2 separate regions of the Mus musculus genome follow, and region 2 is linked to region 1. A link is a contact called in public HiChIP or PLAC-seq data. All regions are on one chromosome and are shown on one strand. The core of a region is the stretch at or near the end of the contact, and the rest is flanking DNA. Distances in the headings are between cores, read along the strand shown. Region 1 has its middle 15 kb from the start of Gm33650. Region 2 overlaps Mbnl1 (muscleblind like splicing factor 1).

Region 1 (7,614 bases), core at 3,192-5,691:
TTCTCAAGGCCCCACACCCTCTTTGACAGTATCCCAGGAGCAATAGTTGCAATCAGTTCCCATCAGTCCTACTGATAGTTAGCCTTGTCCTCAGTTCAGACACTGGATAACATGAGCTTATCTTCTCTACACAGATAGGTGTGGGACATGGTGGAGTGGAGTAAATATTAATTTCCTAGGAAAATAAAGGAAATATAAAGGTGGTGGTACTTTCTATTATGAGCACTGTTTAGTCTCTTATAACAGTGCAATCAAATCCAGAATGTCCTTTATATATACATCCTAAGAAGGATGTATATTTCTCATTACCTTAATATTGGCTATTTCATGTAAACAAATACATTGAACTTATTTTTAAGTCTATTCAGCTTGAAACCCTTAATTCCTTACAAATGTGTCTCTCGTTAACTTGCCAATGAAAGTCATTATCAGATAAATTATTTCGCAATAATCTCTCTAGTTAAATATTATTTTGCTTCCTAACTGGAGGGCGGGGTGATTAATTCATTTGATGTAGAAGGAGGCACAGAAATAAATCAACATGAAATTGGGGCCACAATCTCATTTAAGAGCTAGAAGAAATAATTTTGATTGGAATATTATTTTCAGAATAAAACCAAGATTATAAAGATACAATAAAATATAATCTAATAGTTAACCCAACTTAGTTTATAATTGCAAATGTGATTAAATTCATAGCAAAGAGAGTAATTTTGTATAAATCACTGGGAAATTTATATTATTGTATAAATGTTACATTGTATTCTGTTAAAGAAAATATAAGGCTTAAAATAAATGCTGCGGTGAAAATAGTAGGATTGGTAACACTGGGGAAAGATAAATCCGAGGGGGATATCACTGCATATGAGATAGCCCTGCTGTCCAGATAAGAGCAAGCACAGCAAGCCAGTCTGCAAAAGTTTTGCCCAGCTGGTATACAGAACCTATGAGGAATAGATACAAGGGTCTGTGCCCTTTCTCCTTGAAAACTTCCCAACACTATGTGTAGTTAGAATGTTATATGTCTTTCTTCATTTTATGCATCTAATTGTAACTAACTGAATTGTGGGCAATAACAGGTTCTAAGAAAGGTCCCACATGCTCAAGGAAGCAAGCACCCTAAAGAGAATGAGAATTGAAAAGCAAGATTTACAAGCTTGGGTATAAGAGGCAGCCTTTATCATTGACCCTTGGCTCTGTTTTCTCTCCTCTCTGGAGGAAGTATTTAATCATGATTCCCAATCTGCTAAAACATACCATGAAATCAACTTCTATAAACACCTATCTTAACCCATTATATACTTTCATGTGCAAATAATTCTTTAAAACTCCTGTCCCCACACCTGATTCTCTTCACTGTTCTACCATTTCTATTGGTTCAATTGCTAATGATTTTTATGAAACTTATTTTAATGATAGCTTGTGGCCATTATATATTTCTAAAGCTTGAAATATACTGGGCAATATATTTGCAATAAACTGACCTTGCAAGTATACATAATAGAGGCTGGAGATCCTTGGAAACGTGGGAAGGTGAGAGAGGGGATATATAGACTCTGTTGTTAGGGAAAAATCCACATTAAATGATATTTGAGTACATTTTGCATGGTTATTTCATTTACATTTATCCTTTATGCATGAAAAATTTTAAAATAAATAGACAGATTAAAAATGAGACAGGGGGAGGGGGGAGTTATATGATGGGGAATGGTCAGGGTACAGTGGGAAGGGGATGAAGTATGGACTGTAAAAAAGAATTAAAGAATAAAAATAAATAAATTAAAAATGGTACCCTGTCGTGTGTGCTCTCCTCTCACGTGATATTTCTCTTTCCCTTTTCTCTTCTCTCTTTCTTCCTCCTATGCCTATGTGTGTGTGTGTGTGTGTGTGTGTGTGTGTGTGTGTGTGTGTGTGTGTGTGTGTGTAGTACCCTGTATTATATACAAGAAAAACAGCAAAATTCAATTGACCTTCCAATACTCATCAAGAAATTATAAAGAAAATCTTACTCTACATTTTTAATTAAACAATGCTTTTGAAATCTTAATAAATTCTCTGTGTGTATGGATATGTGCATGTGTTTTTCTGGTGGCCCTGGAGACATGTGTTTTTAAGATGGGCATACATGTATGTGTACATGGAGACCAGAGGACAACTTTTGGTATCTTTGCCCAAGTGCTCACTACATTTTTAAAAGCCTGTAGTCAGAGACTCTCACTGTGCTGGAAATCACCAAACAGACTAGGCTAGCTGGCCAGGAAGCCCCAAGAACCTGCCTGTATTCAAGACTTTTTTTTTTTTTTTTTTTTTTGGTTGATTTTGGAGACAGGGTTTCTCTGTATAGCCCTGGCTGTCCTGGAACTCACTTTGTAGATCAGGCTAGCTTTGAACTCAGAAATCTGCCTGCCTCTGCCTCCCAAGTGCTGGGATTAAAGGTGTGTGCCACCACCGCCGTGCATATCCAAGATTTCTGAGTGCTGAGATTATAAGTATATACTATCAGAACCAGCTTTTCTTAGCATAGTTTCTGGAAGTTGACCACATCTCCATTTGCTTGCAAGCAATTATTTTACCAACTGAGCTACCTGCCTAGCCCCAAAACATTAACTGATTAATATAAGGTATGAAACTAAAATTCTATTAAAACATTGATATTAATATTAATCAAAAAAGTTGGCTATGTCCAAACCATGCCCTGATTCTGGGGGAAACAGTCATTGAGAGAAAAACTCTCTGTGCTTACTTTCTTCCAAATCCCCATTAGATCATGTTTTAAATATACTTTGGTACTTTACTGCACAGTCTGTCTCTGGCTTGCCAACAAAACACATGATTTATTGACCTAAGGCTGTAGTTTTTTCATATGCTTCTGTGGGCTGTCAGTTTGTGCACTATTCATTACTGGCCTTGTGTGTGGCTTCAGTCTTAACTCTACAGTTATCTGAAGTCATACAAACTTTGCAAACAATTGCTTAGTAATTGATACCATTCCCAATGGAGAACCCAGCTGGAGAGCACAATACTTGTTCCTGAACATTTGGGTGTCATGGACTTCTCACAGAATGACAATTCATTGTCTTGATGAGGCAACCGAAGAATAAATACTCCAAAAGATTTGGAAGGAAGTTTGAGACTATGGTGATGGTGTCTAAAGTTACCAAAAAAAAAAAAAAAAAAAGTCCTGGCAACATTAAGTTGGCCAAGTAGTCAATGAGTCCAGTTGCGATTTAAGAAACTGATGTAGACATTAGCTCACACATTTTGAAAGAAAAATGAACATGAACATAAAAGGGCATGGGAATAATAACAACTCTTGTTGACATTTTCAAACATATTTTCTACCATGCTTCCCAAGGTTTCTTCAGAAACCAGATCAAGATCTGCTTCTGATATAAAATCACTTGTTCATTCCTTCAGTCAAAATATTATTTTCATGCTACGGCTTAGAGCCATGCTTTTGAATAGGAAACTTAAAAATCAATGAGTTAATCTGTTCATGATTACTGGCCTGGTGCCTAACTCTAGTAACTTGTTTGTCATCAAATTTGTAACTTTTTTTTGATTAAATGACACAAAATAATGTAATGAAGAGAAAATGTATTACAAATGGCAAATGATTGCTTAAATATCATGTAATACACTCAAAGACCAATACATAATGCCTCATTTCAACTTCATAGTAACTCTGTGAGTTAGGTATTGTAGGACTATTTTCCAGGTGAGGTAATGCTTTGGAACAAATTGCTTTGTATCCAGGAAAGGACAGAGCTTGGATTTATTCCCAGATATGTATAAGACTCAGTATTTGCTCTCAACCACTGTAAATATTGCCTCTTGGGCTAATAAAATTCTGTCTCCTTTCCCAAGAATACAGAATTTTCTTTATCTTCACTTTTATTCTAATGCTTCACAAGTATTTGTGTGGAAGTAACAGGAAGAAACAAAATATAAATAAATGTTTTAGATAATCCTGCTCTTCACTGCCATCATTGTGGTATAATTAGGGAGTATTATTCATATTCATATATATAATTTATGTTCGGTGGTGGTAGTGCATGCATTTAATTCCAGTACCTTCAACGCAGAGTTAGGCATATCTCTGAGTTTGAGTGAGTTCCAGAACAGCCAAAGTTGCACAGAAAAATATTGTCTCAAAAAACCCAACAAGGAGAAGGAGCAGTTAGAAGAGGAAATGAAAAGGAGGAGGAGGAGGAGGAGGAGGAGACATATTTTATTAGTTACTTTTCTCATTGCTATAACCAAGTACAATAAAAGAAGCAACTTAAGGGAAGAAAGCTTTATATTGGCTTATAGTTCCCAGTGATACAGTTTTATGACAGGAAAGCCATGATGGCAGAAGCCCAAGATTGTTTATAACATTACATCTACAGTCAGGAATCAGATTGAACAAATATTGAAACTAGGTTGTAAGTCCTCAAGGCTTGCTCATTCCCAGTTCCTTGAACAAGTCTCAAACTCCTCAAAATCCTACAACTTTCTGGAACGGTGCTGTAATCTGGGGACAAAGTATTCAGATGCATGAACGTATAGGGCATTTCACGTTCACATCATAGTGCACACCTTAAGGAATCAGATCATCAGATTTTAGGCCTGCAAAGCATCCTGATTCACTCCAGTAGGAACAACTCCATATTAAAAATATAAAGGGCAAAGAAAATAAATGTATACAATGAAATTTGTTAGGGATCTCTATCTCTACTTAAAAGAACATTTCATTTTATTGCTGTTGCATATTTAAGCTACTGGTGACAGCATCTTCTGGAGTTTATAGTTGTGTGGTATATGGGCACCTGAAGCAAGCTTCACTCTTAGGAGTGAAATATAATCTAGAGTTTTCCAAAATACTGACCATTCCATAACCCTAACTATCTGTCTTTGTATTTATGCCACAACTTTTAGTGAAAGACACTTACCCAAATCAGGATGATAACTATCAACACTCAGACAACTAAGGTATGAGGACAAGAGTCAAGCCACAAGACTGAAGGAACCTGACTACACATTCACAGCAAGATTTTGTCTCAACTTAAAGAGTGAGACAAAGGGAGGAAGGGAGAAGGGGTATAAATTGAGAGAATCAAGGAGGGAAGGAAGGAGGAAGGAAAGAAGAAGAGAGGAGAGGAGAGGAGAGGAGAGGAGAGGAGAGGAGAGGAGAGGAGAGGAGAGGAGAGGAGAGGAGAGGAGAGGAGAGGAGAGGAGAGGAGAGGAGAGGAGAGGAGAGGAGAGGAGAGGAGAGGAGAGGGACATCGTGTGTCTATGTGTCTGTGTCTCTCTACCTTAGCTCTCTCCACTGAGAACACCAGAATGGTTTCTCTCCAATAGCAAAGAGCATCTCTAGCACTTAGACCTTGATTTGGGCAAGCAATATTCCCTTAAGAAAAGTAGAAATCAGTGGAGAAAAGATTCTATGAAAAGGTTGGTCCGAGAAAGTGCAAGATGAGCCCAGACTAATTTGTTATATTTTAACAGGTAAAACATCCAGAAAATAATGGGAAATGCCAATAAAACACAACAAAAGTACCTTTAGGGAGCCCACTGAAGAAATGTGGAATTTTAAGATCAAATACAATGAAAAATTAAATAAAATATTTCTCTATATGTGCCAATAAATGTAAATGAATAAATTAAAATTTTGGTGAGGAATATTTATCTGCTTAAATTCAAAGTAGCTTCCTTAGGAAACCTTAATTACAAATAGAAAAAAACATAGAAAATTATCAAATTTTTGTCACCAAAATTCTGTTCAACTTGAGCAATACAGGAGAATAGTTACTTTGTTATATTTCTTCTTAAGTTGTACATCATAAATCCACCTGTGACAAAAAAGCCCAATACCGTAGTGAAATATTTTATCTAAAATATACTCCTTTAATCTTCAACAGTGACAGGGCTGCTAAAGTCCTTAAATGTAAGATAAGCATGGTACCCAATGCCATGTACTATGCAAGACTGGGCATTTCTTTAATAGTAACTATATTGAATCTGTAAGCTAAATTTGAATAGAATTAACATTACCCTCTAGTTATGTTATAAAGATCAAATTTCTCAATACTTGAGATATTGTGATTATGTAGGTCAGAATCTTTATTTTTCTATTTATTTGCTTGGATAGTCACTCTATGATTTCTAAGTAATCCAGAACTTTCCAAGCAACACAGAATGTTCTCAGACTCATAATCCTCCTATCTCCACCTCCCAAAGGCTGAGATTTCATGAATATACCTCTATATCCAGCTGACTGTATTATACTAAACTATTTAACACTCACAAGACATACTGGCTCCTTACTTTAAATGACACAGAAGATGCAGTTAGTTAAATTATTCTTGCAATTTTTGTTTGGTATTTCAAAATAAAAATTTTTATAAGACACTAATAATTTCAAGAATTCTTTAATATCAAATAACAGCATAATGAGTGAGAATTCTGTTTAGTCATTAGACGTGTCGTGTGCTAAGAACCTAACTCAGCATCCTCCTTAAACGCCTAACCAAAGGAAAAATCAGGGGCCCAGTGACGTGGAAATACCTGGTTCCTTTGGAGACTCAGTTGTGTCATGTGATGTTTTTCTGAGCGTTGTCTTTTAAGGGGATGTTTTGCTGAGAACAGACATGTGGTGATTTCTGGAAGCTGTCTTGTATAAGAGCATGTGATGGCTTGCTGGAACAGATGTTTGAGAGGGCATGTGTTTAGAAAGTATATATATATATATCCCAGAGAGTGAGAAGACACTCTTGCATCAGTATGCCTTGTAGTGTTTGCTGGTCTTCACTGATCTCTGCTTGTCTTAACTTCATAGAGAAAAACTCACCAAAGAACTTCTCATTGTATTCCAGTTGCTTCTTATGTCCATTTGTTGGAGCCTCACATTTTCTTCTGGATCGAGCTGCTGCTATTGATTTGTGTTTGGTGTTTCGGACTAGACTGCTAATATCCTTACAATGAAATTGGAATCGCCCCAAAGAACTATTTCTAAACAGGTCAACATCCCCTATTTTCTACTAACCTCTCTTTTCCCCTGTATCTGGTAAGTGAGGTAGAAATGAGGTTGAAGCTTTAAGAATCCTTATTAAAGTACTTTTCAAAAAATCTAATGCTACAGCCCAAAGAAGAGTTGTTCATTGTGTGTTATCACTATATTATCAGTAATAGGTTTAGGGTGTCCCAGACATATCCTAATTCTCTATGTGGAAGGTAGATAGTTAGATAGATATATAAGACAGTCAGACAGATAGATAATAGGAAGTTAATATGTCTTTTTAAAATTTTCTTTCTAAAAACAAAAAAGCATAGTGATTCTAAATCAACTATATTTTTAACTTTAAATACAATGAGCCTCCTGTGTAGAGGAAGTATATATAAATAATTTTAATATAAGCTCTCCTAAAAGATGGTTCCATAGATGCTCTCAATGAGAAAAATCAAATGTTTCTTCATATAAAATATAATTCTTTCTTAACACATGTTAGTTCTCTTTAGGTATGCCATGACATTACATTGAAAAATCAGAGATAAAGAGAATGTGCTCCAAGAGTTTATGTCCTTAAATCCCCAAATCAAGTCTACAAGAAATATTTTAAATGAATATTAGAT
Region 2 (7,332 bases), core at 1,481-3,980, 250 kb after region 1:
CCTACTTGGCAATCAGGGCCTCCTTCCATTTTCTCTCTCTGATATCAGACAAATGGTGGGAGAGGAAAGGAAGCTAGCTTTCCACTCATCTGATCCATTGCTAAATTAAATATGTTCAAGAAGTTATAAAACCAAAGGAAACTTTTTCTTTGCCAAAATCCTAATAAACTATACAAAAACATATATTGTACATCCAGTAGTTGTTGCTTGTTTGATGTCAGGTCATGTAGCATCAAAGGGGACAAAAGCTAGAGAAAGCACATTGTGCTGGGTAGAATAATGAGAGATAAAATGGAGCTAGGGTTTCTCTGCCTCTAGATCTTCAAGTAATCTGAAGTATGGAAAAGAAAAGGAAATGTTAAAAATCTAACACGGATGAGGCTCGTTTTAACTTTACGGCGCTTCCCATGTGTTACACGTTGTCTTCCATGGCAGGAAGCTCACAGGCCGCGTCTGTTCTGATATTTCTCCTTGCTGCATCAGTGCTCGAGCAAGGGCTAGTCTTCCCCTGGTGTTTCCTTATCTCTTAAAGTCAGCTTTCCTTATCTTTGAGCATTGTGTTCAGTTCCATTTTATTGCTGGTTTGTGCGTTCTGGACAAGGAAACAGGACTTTCCCTCAAGGATCATTCCATACTTACAAGGTGTCCTCACAACTCTAAGTTGCCTCATTCTAGAGGACTGCTTCTCAGTTACATGGCAAGGACGCACTGACTCACAGCCTAGAGCTGCTTGGTGGCTGCCCTGGACAAAAGAAGCAAAGGTTCCTAGAAGGTAGCCCTAGCCTTCGGATTTGGCACCAGTGTCTGCACTGTTCCCCATAGCTCCTCAGTTACCCATGCAGATTCTTGTCTCTGCTCTTGATATCAGTGAGCCCTGATTACCAACAGATTGTAAAAGGGGGTAGAATTTAGTACCAACCGATACCTGGGATTCTTCAAAGTACACCAAGTCCCTTGTGAAGACACAGCTGTGGTTAAAAGGTGCTAAGGGTCTGCCAAATTATCTAATGCCACATGTCTTATGTCTTAGGAGTGACACCATATGTAAACGCTTGCTTCAGAACTGTTAGTAAGTCCTGTGCAGAGCCAGATATTATTCTGAAAATAGAAGAAATCTGTAAAGTTTGCCCACAGAGAAGTACTGTTTCATGAGTAGGGGATACATTGTATTGCACTAGCTGAGCTCCTCTGAAGGATCCATTGTTACCAGATCAACAGAGGTTTCTCATCTCTCTGGAAGAGCTGCTGCCTTGGAACAAACAGCCAAGCAACGCCTCCAAGCTTGTTTATACCAAGCTTGTTTACAGTCCTCCTAAAGACAGCTCTTTGGTGCACGTTGCTGTACAGAGAATTGCATGTGTTCTGGGATACAGGTATATCATGAAGAGTTTGAAGCCTTATACTTATAAAGCTGTTGACAATTTCCAGTTGTTTTTTGAGGTGGTGTGTAATAGTGTGGTCTGAATTCCACATGCATGAGTTAAATTAAGCAAGTTAGCGTGTCCATCCTCTCAGTGTTGTTCACTACCCAGTGACTATGCACCATGTCTCTGTCTAGCATTTTTGTCATGGTCTGTGCTAGTAAAATAGTAATAAAAAAGACAGAGTAGTCCACCATATCCCATCCTGGGGATGTCCATGGTCATCTGGCCTGTTCTATGTTGTTTAATGCCTTGAGTCATCAGTCAGGAACATAGAGTGATACACTCAAAATATTTTTAACATGTGGTATTTAGAATGTTTAGAATGTCAAAGAATACTCTGTAGTGATCTTTCCCTGGAGGCAGGGTGGTTCTAAAGGACTACTCTCTGGACACTTTTATAAAGTGCTTTGGAAGAAAAGAGCTCAATTTCATGGGAAAATATCATACCACACACTGCAGTGGTATATTAGTCGATTAACCTCCAAGAAATGCAAGGAACAGTACATTGCTCATTTTTTTGGTTGTTTTCCTATGAATAAGAGAATGTGTTTGATGCTCCCTCAGGGAGCTACACCTTTTTCTGTGATCGTGTTTTTTTTTTTTTTTTTCACGTTTTATGTCCAAGTGTAAATGATGGAAGAGATAGCATAACCTGTTCATATTTGTCTTAGAATATATTAAATTCAGTTTCTATGGCAACGTTTTTTAATTGGCAAATTCTATTCTGCTAGTACTCTCCAGCCTATTTTTCTTGGGTATATGGAATTGTCAGAAATGCTTCACATAGTAAAAGTTAGACTTAACTGTGCTCTTTGACAGGAAACATGTTCATGGGCCAGGGTTGATTTCATTTGTTAATTTTCTGTACTGTGTTTTCGTGGTTGGTTGCTGTGGCAATTATGTGTCTTTCTCGACACCCTTCCTGTGTCAAGAAGCCAGTGAGGATTGGTATTTTTGTCTGAGCTTACAAGTAGGTGACAGCCTTTCTTAACTGAAAAGGAAGAAAGGAAGGAAGGAGGGAAGGAAGGACAAAAGAGAGAAAGAAGGAAGGAAGGAGAGAGAGAGAGAGAGAAAGGGAGAGAGAGAAAGAAAGCAAGCAAGCAAGCAAGCAAGAAAGAAAGAAAACAGTGTTTGAAAATCCCCCAAATCCATTTAAGCAGGGTTCTGGGTGATTCTTGACTGTAACAGAATAAGCTAGACTGATATATCAGAAACACAGTTTTCTTTGCTCATCGTACACATACTGTCTCTTGAATCAGTGTGGTGCACAATGTTGAAGCAGGTACTGGGTAAGTTGGATTTGGCTACTGCAGTGTTATAAAAATAGATTAGGTAAACAGACACAGCAGGCCCATGCGGCTTGGGTTCTGACTCCTCCCCAGACTTAGTATAACTTTAATAGGCTGTAGTTCTAAAGAGAACTATGAATCTCTAGGGTGATTTCAATATTATATAACGAAGGAGGAGCTGTTTTATAGCAAGGAATCAGGTGTTATGTCTTGTAAAATAATTTCAGAGAGGTTTATCTGAAAGCTTCAGTTTTTAAGCTATTCCAGGCGACGGTGGACGTCTTTATTTTTTGCCTTTGCTATTTTTAGAGCCCTGCAGTAGCATAACCCTGCACCGCACACAAAGCAGTACGGCAGTTGGTGTTGGATGCAGAATTGCTATTAGATGAAAGCTAACAAAGCAAATCCTTGGAAAGAAGGAGCCTGTCTGCGGTAAAGACTTTCAGTATGAAAGTTGTAATGTAAAAATTAGAATGCTCAAGGATAAAATAACTACTTCCCTCTAAGAAGCCATGCCTGTTTAGTAGAGAGTAATTGTAGCCACTCACTTTAGCTACTCTGCACCACTGCAGATGTTCTGAAAAGGTGTTCCTTTCTGAATTGGTCCATGGCATTTTTGGATTTTTTTTTCCCTTTTATCAGAAGTCGTAGGAAACTTTTATAGCTGAGTATTTCAATCAGGTTTCATTTTACTCTTCTAATCCACATGCTTTCTGAATAATTATAGCACCAGTATGTGTATAAATATTCATATTTTATAGGTTGATAGGACTTATGCATTATCTCCAGTAGTCTAAGAAAAATAAAATGTGTTATCAACTAATAAACTGTTGAATCATCTGAAAAGCCCATTGTACAGAGGAATTCAGAAAGTAGTGGAGATGAGGTGGGCTATAACATCTGTGGAGTGAAGTGTGCTCAGAGCCACAAGCTTTGAGCATCATTCTGTGGTCAGTAGAATTCTTTTAGATTATTTATAAATCTATACTTTAGCTGTCTGGTTTTAAATATTTAAAAGAATACCAAAGATTCATGACATAATTAACCGTGTTGCTGCTTAAGAGGAAAATTAAAGCTCTCTGAGTTGGCCTTGCACACCTCCTTGTCTGTCTGCCTCAGTGTGTCTTTGTTTGTTCAGGTAGACAGCAACCCTGATGAAGTGGAGGGGATTTGTCCATTTAGGAATGTTTAGAGATCTGGGGGATACACTACACCGAATTATCAAGGTTCTTTTCATAACCAGACTATACAAACAGCACTTGAGAAATTAGTGCAGAAAGGTTTGTAGCATCATTCTGTCATCAGTAGAATTCTGATCTTTGGATTTTTAACCCTCACCAACCCTGTCTAATAGCTCAGAGCAGCAACATAGCCAGCCTCCTTCTGTATTCTCCAGCAGTTCCCGTGCTGAGAGCAGATCTCTCGTTTTGGGAATTGTCAGATTTCCTGCTGTTACATCTTTATCCAAGCCAGTCTGACTTTGAGCATTACTGCTTGCAAGTACTGTTAGGGAGAGGAGGAAAATCAATGTCTCCAAAATGGGCAGGGTTATAGCTCCAGACGCAGCAGGCTAGACAGCTGTACATCTGGACCCTTTACTGATGGTTTCGTCAGGTACACATGAAGTACATCTGCTGACCTACAGTTCTGTGACAGATAAATTAGCTGAATTATTAAAGAGCTTTCTTAATCACCAAACATGTTCTAATTGAATGATGAAGGATGAAGGTGAGCAGGCAATGAGTTTCAAAGGGTCTAGAAACAGGTGTGTGGTATAAAATGTAATGGTATACTTTTTCTTGTTGCTAGCCTAATTTAGTTGCATTTGTTTTCCCATATTGATAGGAAATGTATTTTTCATATTTTTAGATCTTGAATGGCGCTCAGTCTCTACACACACCCTATTATGCCATGAGACACTGATGCCATTCCTCTGTACACACAAGCCCTGGTGCACATATGCACATGCATATAAGCTCACCTGTAACATTTAGGTATTTAGGGTGAAATCAAGTGTTTGGAAATGAAATGCTGTTTCTCTTTTTATATTAGGGAAACATAGCCAACCATCAGTAACAATCTTATCAGATTGGACTCCTTTGTGAAAGAGTTTTAGGACAGGACCAAAATATCCTTGTCTAGACCTCTTCAGAGTAGAATAGAAAACCGTACTTTGTATAAAGTTCCGGTTGAGGCAGAACAGCCTGAAGGTTTCCAGACTGAGACTGAAAGCATCCAACAAATGCAGATAAACCTGCCTACCATAAACACTGCCACATCTCCTGGCATTCTCCCACTGCTGCATGCTGAACCAAGGGCTGCCCACAAAATTTCACTGAAATGTACCCTTGTTGCCTTAGTAGATAGATAATATAGTTATTACCATTTTGTTCATGAGGACACTGAGGGGCAAAGGACTAAGTAATAAGTACAACAGAGTCACAGGTAGGAAAGTGCAGGATTAGTTTTTAAATTTATGTTCCTATTTTTGCTTCTTTGAACCCCACTATTAGAATTTATCCCCATATCAGTTTTAAGGAATCAAAATGAAGAAGAGCGGTCCGTGTTTAAAAAATAATGTCTTCATGGAAGTGTGTGCTGGGTTACTGTTTCAGATTTGTTCAGTATTCAAAGCTACTGTTGAATTCCTGCCTTTCTCCTACATTTCCATTTCTTTTTTCCAACTTCTCATACCAATGAGCATTCCTCCCTTTGACCTTGTCATTTGCATTAGAACACTTGCTTCTTTGGACCTTAGACTATCATCAAGGGATCATAACTTTTCATCTAGCTCCAGAAGTCTAGGAGAGCTGACCACCTTGAAGGACTCACTTATTCGCTGCCTTTAGCTCTTGTCGATATTGTTTTGCTTTTATAGCATACTGTTAAGCATGGGCCAGGCATGAGCACCATGACAGTCTCCAAGAAAACACCCTTACACACTTCAGGGCGTTACAGAGTATATGTGAGAGCCAGAAAAGCAAATTGACCAATGAGGTGTTGGCATCGTAATTGGAAGCAATGAGAAATAGCACACAGTTGCACGAGGCGAGCTGAATGTCTGTCCCTTCCCACCCCCACCTCATAGGCTCATAGTAGAGCACATTTTGAAAATTCTGAGGAATTCATTCCAATTCTATTTTGGTAGGCAAGGAAAATTTAGAAAATTGGTAATAAAGTATTGCCAGTCTCTACTGTCATCTCAATGAATCACAAACTTTAGCTTCTTTTACTGAGCATGGATACAAACACAGAATCATTGAGTCCCATAATTTTGTTTTTTAAAAGTGTATCTGTTCGTAATGGAGAGAATTGAAATTTATACGTGGCAGGGGTAGCAAAGTCATTTCTCTTTATAGTATCAGGTTTTAGGAAGCTCCATTCTCCCAAAATATGGCGCTCATTCTCTCTACCAAAGGAGCCATTTCCTGTCAATGTCAAGGGACAAATGGCCAATGGGTGTTGACTGTTGACCAACCAAAACCAGTGCTGGCCTTTAGGCTCTTTCAGTATAGCAGCACAACTATTCATGGCTCTTTTCAGCGCTTCTGATCCTACCTCCTGCTTTAAACTCCAACTCCTGGGCTTCCCTCTTTCAGCTTCCCTCTCTCCCTCTCTGTTCCTCTTGTGGTCTGGACTCTTTCAGATGCCTTTGGCTGTGTCCTTCTTCGTATCTACAATTAAAGTCTTTCCATCAACAACACTTCGGAGTAGTCAAGTCTTTAGTTTATAAATCTAGTGCCTAAACCCTCAGTTTATACATCTGGTCCTGAAAGCTCTGGGTGGGAGCACAAATGGATCCCTCCCTTTCAAGGGGTCTTGCCTTTCCTAAGCAAACGAAGCTGCAGACTTGACTCTCCTAAGATACGCATGTATCTGTTTTGTTTTTATTTATTTAATTCTAGAGTCTTCCTCTTCCTTGCTTCTTCCTTTCACCTTCTGTACTTCTGCTGTGGTATTCGGGGCAGCTCTCTGGCTCCTGGAGCCTGCTTCCCCCTCCTGGGTGCCCTTCACAAATAAAGGCTCTCTCTCCCTCCACCTCCTCAGTCCTCTTCTATTGAGTAAATTTAACTGCAGCACTATCTGCTTTGTCTCTGTTGACTTGCTGGAGCTTACTATTACTATAAAACCATTCTTCTCAGCCTCCTGGGCCCCTGTCATATAGAAAATGGATGCCTCTCCTCTGTGACTGGAGATATCTCTCTCTCTGACAAATCTCTCAGTGCATTTGAGCATGCCCCAGATTGAAGCTCTTGTTGCACAGAACACTTATCCTCTCCCTCACGCCTTTCTCCTTCACTGCATGTTCTCGGCTCCCTCCGAGCTTCCTCCTCTCTGCTAGAAGCTGCCTGCGTGGTCTCTCTCCATAGCTTGCTAGAACCCGTTGTTTCTTCCTTTACCTTCCCTGACCTCTGTGATACAGACATCCTCTGGGGTGGAGTTCCTGTTTGCAGCCCTGTCCCTCCTGTCTGTCAGCTTCCTCCTAATTAGAACCCTCCCTCTGGTGGAGTTCCTGATTTTTCCTTTTTCTCTTTTCCTCTTTGGAGCCAGAGACTGTATGAAGCCATGATGTCTGGCTGAAAAAGGTGACCTTAGTTTAGTGCAGTAGCGCCAAATCA

The links. HiChIP or PLAC-seq counts read pairs in DNA pulled down with a chosen protein or histone mark.
Region 2: a FOXA1 HiChIP or PLAC-seq map of pancreatic cancer cells shows a contact between it and region 1. The contact joins two enhancer-like sites. A contact is called at or near these places in 1 of 15 datasets of contacts at CTCF or cohesin (CD8 T cells) and 2 of 115 datasets of contacts at active chromatin or transcription factors (effector CD8 T cells and pancreatic cancer cells).

Annotation. Positions count from the first base shown.
Region 1 is chr3:60,320,865-60,328,478 of GRCm38.p6, forward strand. No RefSeq gene overlaps it. Among named protein-coding and RNA genes, the nearest start is that of Gm33650, 15 kb to the left of the region's middle. Within about 2 kb of position 4,442, at least 9 of the 459 cell types and tissues checked have an H3K27ac peak or open chromatin away from gene starts, as enhancers often do. A contact at or near this core is called in pancreatic cancer cells, where this site is marked.
Region 2 is chr3:60,573,806-60,581,137 of GRCm38.p6, forward strand. The region is part of intron 2 of Mbnl1 (muscleblind like splicing factor 1); the gene reads left to right. Among named protein-coding and RNA genes, the nearest start is that of Mbnl1, 76 kb to the left of the region's middle. Within about 2 kb of position 2,731, at least 86 of the 459 cell types and tissues checked have an H3K27ac peak or open chromatin away from gene starts, as enhancers often do. A contact at or near this core is called in pancreatic cancer cells, where this site is marked.